Regions from separate parts of the Capsicum annuum genome. Here region 2 is linked to region 1. The links are chromatin contacts, called in public Hi-C maps. All regions are on one chromosome and are shown on one strand. The core of a region is the stretch at or near the end of the contact, and the rest is flanking DNA. Distances in the headings are between cores, read along the strand shown. Region 1 holds the start of LOC107870521 (peptidyl-prolyl cis-trans isomerase PASTICCINO1). Region 2 holds the start of LOC107870520 (kinesin light chain 3).

What was found. Hi-C and Micro-C count contacts between places; a contact is called where the count stands out from the background.
Region 2: a contact with region 1 is called in a Hi-C map of leaf, with 2.6 times the contacts expected there. The contact joins the promoter of LOC107870520 here to the promoter of LOC107870521 in region 1. A contact is called at or near these places in 5 of 5 Hi-C or Micro-C datasets (bud, leaf, pericarp and 1 more).

The regions. Positions count from the first base shown.
Region 1 is chr12:3,363,348-3,369,124 of UCD10Xv1.1, reverse strand. It overlaps LOC107870521 (peptidyl-prolyl cis-trans isomerase PASTICCINO1), which reads left to right and starts at 2,934. Exons shown (of 21, transcript XM_016717079.2): 1 at 2,934-3,157; 2 at 4,897-4,992. The coding sequence starts at 4,910. LOC107870523 (putative pentatricopeptide repeat-containing protein At1g09680) reads left to right here. Exons shown (of 2, transcript XM_016717083.2): 2 at 23-1,091.
Region 2 is chr12:3,494,332-3,500,108 of UCD10Xv1.1, reverse strand. LOC107870520 (kinesin light chain 3) reads right to left here and starts at 2,634. Exons shown (of 18, transcript XM_016717078.2): 1 at 2,613-2,634; 2 at 620-723. The coding sequence starts at 665. LOC107870519 (glutamine synthetase) reads right to left here. Exons shown (of 12, transcript XM_016717075.2): 6 at 5,740-5,777; 7 at 5,264-5,392; 8 at 5,103-5,177; 9 at 4,930-4,983; 10 at 4,747-4,784; 11 at 4,504-4,663; 12 at 3,879-4,313. The coding sequence ends at 4,161.

The DNA of each region.
Region 1 (5,777 bases), core at 1,685-4,184:
TTCCTATTCTGGCATTTTGCAGTGTATTTACCTTTCAGTCAACGAGAACAATATGTACGCAGATCTTACCCCTAGCTTGGATGGTAGAGAGACGTATTTCTGATAGACCTTTCACTTGTTGAAGAATTTTAGAACTGCAATGTCGACATGTCAATGCACTTCCCTCTGGACATGTGAAAGGTATCTCACAAGTAGCTATCCTTGAACCAGTCCATCAACGTTGCAGTCTACTATAGTTGAGAAAAAGGCCTAAAAAGTATACTAGAGGAAGCAAGTACATCGTTAGTCAGCATCGATGATCTGGCACAAACAACAGAAACTACATAAATCGAACACGAGTAAGCTGAAGCTGTAACTTTCCAAGATGACCTATGCCTAAGTATCCTTGTCTCTCTTAATAAACAAGATAAGCACACAGCAACGTGATCCGAGCAGTTTATTCGAGCTTTTCCTCGAATGAACTGGTTGAAGTACAACACGGATGGATGGTGCATGTCGAGGAAATCCTGGGAAGAGTTCTTATGGCTTTTGCATACGCGATGTATTGGGTGATCTTATGTATGCGCACTCCAACGAAACTTATGCTATTATATACAGACATGAAGTTGTAAGCTATTGCAATTAGAGAGGCTCTAAAGTTTGAAAAAAGGGCAGCTCGGTGCTCTAAAGCTCCCGCTATGCGCAGGGTCTGAGGAAGGAACTCGCCACAAGGGTGTATTATACGCAGTCTTACCTTGACATTTCTGCAAGAGGTTGTTTTCAAGGCTTGAACCGGCTCTAAAGTAGTGTGATGAAAATATTTAGAGGATAAAATGGAAGTTGGTGTAGTTTATTTTGCTTACCATTTTACTTTCCACTTATACTAGATGTCATTTTGTAATATCTAAATTTTAGCAAGGTTCTGGGTGGTGGGGCTGGGGTTCAGATATTCTGTGGGCCGAAAATCAACCGACGTGTGCCAGGGAGGTTGGGGAGCGTTCCAGTGTGGTCCGTTCGGGTGAGTGGGGCCATTTGGGTGGTCAAACGGGCGAAATGGCGCGAACAGGTCATTTTGTAAATACTAAAGTTTGTCAAAGTCCATGTTTGTGTCATGATGTAAGTGACTAGTTTGATGTTATTAGCAAAAGTGATTGCCAAGTACCTTGCAACATCAACAACATACCCAGTGTAATCTCTTAAGTGGGGTCTAGAAAGGACAAGCCCGGTGGACTTTTGGAACCTCTACCAATGGTGGAGCGATCATGGGATAGTGTCACGATGGGCTTCATCACGGCACTACCATTGTCCGGTTCCATTATGATCGTGGTTGATAGATTCTCGAAGTATGCAACCTTCATTCCCGCATCACCGGATTGCAAGGTCGAAGAAGCAGCTCCTTTCTTCCTTAAGAGCGTGGTAAAGTATTGGGGACTATCACGAACTATCATAAGTGATCAAGACCCGTGCTTCACGGGTCAATTTTGGATGAAGCTCTTTCCACTCTTGGGTTCGAAGTTGCAATGTACGCAAATTTTACTTCTATTTTTATCGAGCAGAGAAATTATTTTTGATAGATCCGCAGCTCAAAACAAAAATTATCGAAGTGTGGATGCAAGAACATGCAACAATATCTAAAATTTATCATCAAATGCCTAGTAAATATCGTAAAAAAGGTAGAATCAAAATATTTTTCTATATTTTTTACACATTACAATTTTACTTTAATATAAAAGAAAGGTATTTGGTGCTCGAGAATTATTCTCATCTTAAAGTTAAAATAGGAGAGTCTAGACGATCATTTTCACGTTTCCTCCAATTTTATGTTCGTCTTTAATTTTAATTCATCAATAACTTTTTTCTTTTGCGGAGCTCAAATTTATAATTTCGCATCTTAATATCCTACAAGTTATAAATTTATAATTTCGCATCATATTTTTTTTTTTGCGGTGCATAAATTTTATGTTCCATGCCTCGCTGCTAAATATATGTTCAATTGCTAAAGTTAGAATCTAAAACTAATCTATTTGACAGATAAAAATTAAATATCAGTACATTTTAAAGGACATACAATGTAAACAACATAAATCCCGATAGTTTGAAGTTGAATTCTAAAATATCTCAAATTTGAGTCTGACAAGATACATAATTAGCTCTCGATGTATCCAATGAAGATATATTTTTTCCTCTATAAAGATTCATAATTAGCCCCCGATACATTTAGCCGATTTTGAATCGGTCAAAATACATAATACATCCAACGAAGATACGTTTTTTCTTTGTAAAGATACATAATTAGCTCACGATATACTTTTTTCAATTTTGGGTCTGTCGAAATACATAATTAGCTCCCCGATACATCCAACGAAGTTGGAGACGCATTCTTCTCTCTACATAATTAGCTTCCGATATATTTTTCTGATTTTGAGTCCGGCGAAATATGTAATATACATATTTTTTCCTTTGTAAAGATACATAATTGGCTCTCGATATATTTTTTTTTTTAATTTTAGGTCTGTTGAGATACATAATTAGCTCCCCAATACATTCAACGAAGACACATTTTTTCTCTACATAATTAGCTTCTGATACATTTTTCTAATTTTGAGTCTGTCGAAATACATACTATATATATTTTTTCTTTTGTAAAGATACATAATTGACTCTTGATACATTTTTTTTCTAATTTTGGGTCTGTCAATATACATAATTAACTCACCGATATATCTGACGAATATACATAATTGGTTGAAATTTTTGTAAGTACTTTATACAACGACAATAAATCCCGTGTATTCCCACATATGGGGTCTGAGGGTAAGATGTACGCAATCTATATCACACTTCAGGAAAGTAGAAAGGCTATCGTGAAAGGCTGTTTTCGATAGACCCGGCTCAAGACAAGGAATTTGTAATTACTTTATAACAAGAGAAAATTTGTGTAAATATAATAAGTATATGTTTATGTTAGTTTTCCATTAAATTTTCAGCTACATTTTTTGTCACTACTCAGAGCCAAAAGTTTGGAATTTTAATTTTAATAAATACTCAGTGATATTAGTTGGTAAACAAGAAAATTAAAGTGCATCACCCATCAGCAGAACAAGTACCACTTTGACTACTAGCAAAATTTTGATAATATTTTTCAATCTTTTACTCCAATTTACATACCAAAATTAAGGTAATTCTTCACATTCTTGATCTTTTTTTTTTTTTTGGTCTTTATTAAGTGGAGCTATTCTGATTAATTTATTTTGTAATTTTCATTATTTGATTCTATTTATTGGAATTTTGATAGTCTATCAGTGACTAAGAATATCTGTTGCTCTAATTTTACATACCCTTTTAGGTAGTCTTTCAAATTCTTGATTTTTTGTTTGTTTTTATTAAGTGGGGTTATGTGTTTTTGTTCATTCTTTGATCCCTATTGTAATTGTTATCATAAAAATTTGTTCTTGGAATGTTTTGTTACAACTTACAACTAAATTTTGTCAAAATTCAGAGCCAAAAGTTGTATTTTTTTTTTTGTTTTTATTAAGTGGAGCTATGTGTTTTTGCTCATTCTTTGATCCTAATTGTAGTTCTGATTATAAAAATTTGATCTTGGAATGTTTTGTTACAGCTGAATTTGATACTATCTCCGTTTCAATTTCTTTGGCCTATTTTAACTTGGCACGAAATAGAGTAAAGCATCTAGTCCCCTCCTGAACGATGACCAAATTTGCTACGACATACTCCAATTTCACGGGGTCCCTATTACCCTGAACTAAATTTTAACGTATTTTTGTCAACCTTTTTAGCTGACGTGACACCTTTGACGTGGGTCCCATTTTTGTGTAATAAAGGTGCCATATCTGCACAAAAAGGTGACAAAAATGTGCTAAAATTGACTTCAAGGGTCATAGTAATCCCTGTGAAGTTTGATTGTGTCGTAGCAACTTTGACCATAGTTTGAGGATGCTTGTCTCCACGAAGTATAAGAAAGTAAAAGAAAACTTTTGAATCTTGTCGAAATGACCTTTCATTTTGTAGTCTTAAACATGCTGCGTAGAAAGTTGAAATTATGGAGTTGCTAAAAAAAAAAAGGAAAGGTTGTTCTTCAAAAAGGAAAGTAGGCGAAACAAATTGAAACGGAGGGAGTAGAATTCAGAGCTAAAAGTTGGAATTTTGATAGTGTTTGAGTGATTAGTTGGTGACCAAGAATATCAAAAAGCAATACCACACTTGATTTCTAGTCATTCTTGATCAATTTCTTCATCTGTTTCTCCAATTTTACCTACCCTTTTAGGTAATCCTCCAAATTCTTGTTTTTTTTGTGTGTTTTTATTAAGTGGGATTATGTGTTTTTGTTCGTTCTTTGATCCTTATTGAAGTTCTGATTATTAAAATCTGTTCTTGGAATGTATTGTTACAGCTAAATTTGTTACTATCTCCACTTCAATTTCGTTGGCCTTTTTTGACTTGGCATGGAATTTAAGAAAGTAGAGAAGACTTTTGAATCTGTCGAAATGACCTTTCATTTTGTAGTCTTAAACATGCTACGTAGAAAGTTGAAATTATGGAGTTGCTACAAAAAAAGGAAAGGTCGTTCTTCAAAAAGGAAAGTAGGCAAAACAAATTGAAACGGAGGGAGTAGAATTCAGAGCTAAAAGTTGGAATTTTGATAGTGTCTAAGTGATTAGTTGGTGACCAACAATATCAAAACAGCAATACCCCACTTGATTTCTAGTCATTTCTGATAAAACTCTTTCAATCTTACACTGCAATTTTACATACCCTTTTAGGTAATTCTTCAAATTCTTGATTTTTTTCGTGTTTTTATTAAATGGGATTATGTGTTCTTTTTTTCATTATTTGATCCTAATTGTAGTTCTTGATTATAAAAAACTGTTCTTGAAATGTATTGTTACTCTTTTGCAGTAGCTAGAGGAAAATGGCAGTAGTAGCTGATGATGATCATGAACAACAAGTTAAACAAACAGAAAAGAAGAAACCGGAGACTGAGGATGAAAAAAGGTCAAATCTTTACTTTGTTAAGAATTGATCCAGTTCACTTTTTTCGTGAATTTATGAAAATAAAAGTGTTTTTAAGCCGTTAATCTCTTTCATTTAAGAAACAAGATACTGAGGATGAGAAAAGGTCAAATATTTAATTCTGTTAAGAATTGACACAGTTCCCTTCCTGCAACACGTACCCAGTGATCCCACAAGTGGGGTGGAGGAACCAGAATTTTCACTAAGGGATGTCAAAATATAAAGGAGTAAATTCACGAAGAAGCCAAGGGGTATCAGTAAGTGATAATTATATATACATAAAAAGAAATATTTTTACCTAGTTAAAAAAAGGGGCAGCCCGGTGCACTAAAGCTCCCGCTATGCACAATATCCGGGGAAGGGCCCCACCACAAAGGTATATTGTACGCAACCGTACCTTGCATTTCTGCCAGAGGCTGTTTTCAAGACTTAAACCTGTAACCTCCTGATCACATGGCAACCAGTTACTCCAAGGCTCCCCTTCATTTTTACCAAGTTACACAATGTAATTTTTCGATGAAGGGACACCCCTCAAGTACATGTGAGGGTAGTCTGTAGATGTGGCTCTGCCACTGGGTCTGGTGAGGGTAGTGTGTACGCAGAACTTACCCCTACCTTGGGAGGTAGAGAGGCCGTTTCCGAGAGAGGCTCAAGAAAGCTCACTTTATTCATGAATAAGTTTTAGCTGTTTCTCCTTTTCTTTCAAGAAAGAGGAGAGTGAGAATGACAAAAGGTCAAATCTTTATTCTGTTAAGAATTGACTCAAC
Region 2 (5,777 bases), core at 1,385-3,884, 130 kb before region 1:
TTTATCAAAGTAGGTCTGATGGCAATTTACATCGTACGTGGCTTCAATAATGGCATCTCCAGTAAAAATCAAGGTCTTGATTCATGAACCTATATAACCCCTATCCTTAGTTTAATTTGCGCATGGAGTGATCTTAGTACAATTTGTGCTCAGATCATAGATGATTTTTTTCTACAGAAAATTAACATCTAATAGAACAACGGCTGTTTTCTTCACAGCAGGAAGATAAAAGAGAAGTAGTACTATAAGAGTGGAGACAAAACCAGATACATTGTCGTGATAGCAGAACATAAATGACTCTATCTTAAGAAAATCATCATGTTCGCTTTAACTTCATTTTACGACAGAATATATTTCTCCGGGAGTCAAAAAAATTACAAATAAAAAACGGATCTTTCCTGCATGTTGAAATTTACAGTTTATCGTGTTCGATTGAAGAAACATATAAGCTCTAAAGGACTACACCGAAATATTGCCTCTGCTACATAGTTTGATAACAGGTGGAGGTTCTTACTAAAAGAATTCTGTATTGGATATAGCTGACAATTGATGTTCAAAAAATATTAATATGCTATGAGCTAAAATACAAGCATACGACATCAACAAACAAATGGATTACCCCATAAGAGTAGTGAATACCAGCTGGTCCAAACAGAAAAATCCATTGAGATGAGTCTGAAAAGTACCCTCCAGAACCAAGCTCACTGGAAAATCGACATTTTCCTGCCAAAGAAGTAGAAGTGTGGCTGATGAACAAAATGCTGGAAATACGAAATAGCACATAGCATTGTTAGATACTATAGCTCAAAAAGCTGCATACTTAGCCGAGCGCAAACCTTGATCATTTAACACAATTTACTACTCTCTCTGTTCCAATTTTTTTGTCATACTTTTTTTTTAGTCTGTTCCAAAAGAATGCCTCTTCTCTTTTTTCGGCAACTTTATAATTTTAACTTTCTATGTGCCATGACGTTTTAGTACATTCCACATATCGTTAAATTTAAGACCACAAGATTTAAAAGTCTTCTACTTTCTTAAACTCCGTGTCAAGTCAAAAAAAGACACACAAATTGAAACGGAGGGAGTATATGAAAAAAAAAAAAATTATTCATGAAAAGAAAGTAGGTTCTTTATGCTCCCTTTGTTCACTTTTACTTGTCATATTCCGCTTCACGATGGTCAATCGGCTAATTTTTGGAGCTAAATTGAATAAGATTAGTTTAACATTTTAAATTTAGATATTTGAAAACTATATAAACAAACTATAAGTTGCAGTCTTTCTCATATTAATACAATGAAAAAACATATCTTAAAATGTTGGACAAAGTTCATACAGTTTGACTCTCGATAAACGAAATGTGACAAGCAAAAGTGAAGAGAGTGAGTAAAAATGTCAACTAATGAACAAAATGATGGAAATACAAAGTAGCACATAGCATCATTAAACAATGCAGCTCAAATAGCTGCAAAATTAACCCAGACCCAAATCTTGATCATTGAACACAATTTAATATAATATAAATAATCGAACCTTTATTGTCATGAACTCTGAATACATAAAATTCTAAACTTACCAGTATTGGATAGCAAACTACACTCAAACTTTGAAAACTTTTGAGCTATAGCATTCAATACTGTAGCTAAAAAAAACTGCACAATTAGCCCTGATGCAAATCTTGATCATCAAACACAATTTAATATGACGAAAAAAAAAATATCAACTTTTTTCTTATTAATAGAAAGTAGGTATAGTCAGCCCTTATGTTGCTTGGCCTCTTCAAAAATGTCGATGGGTGCGTGTCGGATCCTTCAAAACTAGTGTATTTTTGAAGGATTCGACATGGGTACGACAATATTTTTGGAGCGTCCGAGCAACTTCAGCCCCTTTAACTTGTCCGGATGTTCTACTTAGACACCCAAACTATGTTTTGTTCCAATTGAACACCTCCATTCCTAGTAAAATGTACTCGCTCCGTTTCAAAAAGAACAAACTACTTTCCACGTGACAGTCTAAACTACAAGATTAACGGATATTTTGATGCATTTGACATAACTTTAATTTAGGACCACGAGTTCAAAAGTTCTTTTTTATTTTCTTAAACTCTGTGTCAGGTCAAACTAGGTGTTTTCATTCGTCTACTAGAGAGCTTTTAGAGTTCAAGTATTAATACTATAGCTTAAAAAAAATTGCATAATTAGCTCAAATGCAAATCTTGACAATTAAACACAATTTAATATGAAAAAAATCATAAAATATATATATATATATATATATATACCAGCATTGGATAGCAAAATTGGGGAACTTCTTTGAAGTGATTGAGGGCAAAACCGGAATCTTTTGAGCAAATTAGCAGAAGCTTGTCGGAGAAACATCATTAAAGTAATCGAAATTGAATGATTAATTGTTGGGTTTAGTATTTCCAAAATTGAATTTACTTAAACCCTAAGCCCCTTTATGAAGCGGGTCGGGTATGAGTGTTCTGGTATCTAACGACACAGGCAATTTGCATAGATAGCCAATTTAGATCATATTAAAAAATTTCAAGTTGTAGTATTATTTTAATAAAATTAAGGTCGAAAATATATCTAAAGCAACTCAATTTTTCTACCTGAAATATCACCAGGAGCGGAGTTAGCTAATAGTGAGAGGATTCATACGAACTTTCTTCGGCGAAAAATTATACTATTTATACAAGCTTAAAATTATTTTTCATATATATATAGCAGACGTTGAACCCCCTTCGACTGGTTCTTTTGTTCACATTTTTCGATTTTGAACCCCCTTAATTAAAATGTTGGCTCTGCCACTGAATATCACCAGCTATTTGTCAAAGCACACCTCAACTATTCATTGTTTATTTTCATACATGAAGTATCACATCATTTAGGTGTGAACAATTGATAGTTGAGGTGTGTTTTGACGAATAATTGATGTTATTTCACGTAGGAAACTGACACGCCTAATAGTTCATGTGTGAAATTCAAAAAGCGGAGATACATTCGGTATTCTTTTGACCACAACAACAACAACATCCCCATGTAATTTCACAAGCGGGGTTTGGGGAGTGTAGAATATATCAGATCATACCCCTACCTTGTAGAGATAAAAAGGTTGTTTCCGATATACCCCAAACATACGAGTCCAAAGTTTGATTCATTGTAGTTGTCAAACTTTAAGCATATATGACCGAACATAAATTCTTATCTCTCAAGATATCTCTCATCATTAATATCGCAATATATGATTTTAACTATCAAGGTTAGGTAGCTCGTTTAAATCTTACCCTTTTTTTCTTTTATAATCGCTATAAAGCAAGGAGATAAAAGTAAGGAGATGCATAGGTACGATCCTTAAAGGAAAGACTCAAAATGCTCTACGACTAAGTATACACATTCAGATTCGCCGTCCTGGGCCATCGCACGGAAAAACTATAACCGAAATCATTTTTATCAGGCATTAACTTGGAACCATGTGCATGATCTCGGCCAGTTTCTTTCTCCTCTTGCTGGTTGGGCCGGTTCGATGGCTCTGGGTATCAGCATATCTAATAAATAATTTAGATGTGAAAAATTGTCCTCTAAAAAAGAAAATGTTGAACGAATTGATCGTAAATTATAAGGATTTTAAAATCTTTTTGCCTTCGAGTTGGGGTAGTGGGGGGTGTTTACAAAGGCAGAAATTTATGTTGCTCGGACTCTTTAAAAATATGGACGGGTGCGTGTCAGATCGTCCAAAAATAGCTTATTTTCGAAGGATCCAATATGGGTGCAGCACCATTTAGAGAAAGAAAGTTTTGCAAGACCACAAAACTATTAGAAGTGTTTTTTTAGAGTTGTTTTTAATCACTGGTCTCAAAACAACAGTATCTGAGAAATAGAACCACAAACCCTTTCAATATTTTTGTTATTAATAATAAGAATTAACATTGTTTGTAAACAGCATTTGCCAAATCATAGGCCTTGCTGTAAGAAAATACACAACTTCAACTGGCAAATAACAATAAGAATGGCAAAGACAGAGACGACTACCCTATATAACTAAAATAACACATATGAAGTCGAAAGGGTTCGTTCGACAATTCAATGTTTCCTCCTATCCCACATTGTGCAAACCAGAAACAAGCGATCCTTCGAGCAGCAAGTAATAGTAAAAATCTTCAAGGCTTCGCGAGGATGGTGGTCTCCGCGATCATGGAGGTAACAACGTAGGGGTCCATGTTTGAGGCAGGCCTTCTGTCCTCGAAGTATCCCTTGCCTGCCTTCTCTGTGTCCCTTCCAACACGGACTGATGCACCACGGTTTGCAACCCCCTGATAACCGTCAAAATGAATTTTTGTCACGAGACAAACATAAGATGTTGGATGCGTTTTGTGGTCCACGTATAGAAAGGTGTCATTCTTTTTGTAAGTCGTGATAACCTTAGTTGAACCTCTATACCAAGAACGGATAAAAAAGACAGCCAAAATGAGAAATGATGAGAAAGAGAGAATGTTTATATACCCATTTGAAGCTGTTGATGTTGGCTGTTTCGTGCTTTCCAGTGAGACGACGTTCGTTGCCTTCACCATATGCAGCAATGTGCTCTTTGTGCTTCAGGCTAAGCTTTTCAATGGCCTTCTTGATGACTTCATAGCCTCCGTCTTCCCTCATGGACTTGGTGCTGAAAAAAATTCCAAAGTTTTACTCATAGGAACGAGTGGAATTAAAGATGGAAGTCGAATGAATCAAGGGTTATTCCTCTACCTGTAGTTTGTGTGAGCACCAGCCCCGTTCCAGTCGCCCTGACAATAAAGGAAACATCCATCGTTAATACACAACCAGTTCATGGTAACGGAGACCAGATTGCAACCAACGTGTTCTGACAACACATCAAAGAATAGCCTGAATTTCAAGAAACTTGAAAAATGTACATAGTAGAAAGCTCACCGGAATAGGCTTGGGGTCGAATGACACGACCACTCCGGCAATCTCTGCAATCCTCTGTTATACCACCAAGTCAAGAAGAAAATTGCATTCAACCTCAACAAAACCGCAAGAGAACTGAACCGAAATAGACCAAAATGGTCGATACAAGTGTCAACTGTTATAAGCTACGATACCTCAAGAATGTAACGAGCTACCCACACTTCATCACCGGATGAGATGCCAACAGCAGGTCCAACTTGGAATTCCCACTGCATAAGATTTGAACTAAAACACATCAAATATTTGTGAAATCATTCGACTCTGACTAGATAAGCAAACGCGAATGCCTCCTTACCTGTCCGGGCATGACTTCTCCATTGATACCGCTGATGTTAATACCAGCATAAAGACAGGCCTTGTAGTGGGCGTCCACTATGTCACGCCCAAAGGCCTTGTCAGCTCCGGTTCCACAGTAGTATGGTCCCTATACACAAAAATAAATACGGTTAAATAGACAGTTAGCTAACTCCGAATTAGTACGGTCCCACAGATGAAACAGTCAAAAATTGTTAGGTGAATATAAAGTATTAGGACCACAGATGAGAGGACCAAAGCATGAGGCAATAGATAGAGACTTCTTTGGAACACCAAGAAACACCATCCTATATTGTAGACATTTTTTGCCTTTCCGATTCTTATCTAACGCCAGCAACGTGAGAAAATAATCTATGACTAAGGCACAGATAAGCCAAATGAAAGAACTAAAGCCTAAAAGACTCGGGAAACAAAAGAAAAATATAGCAAAATGTATAGTAGGTATTAATAATATACCTGTGGTCCAGGAAAACCTCCGATGGGCCATCCCAGAG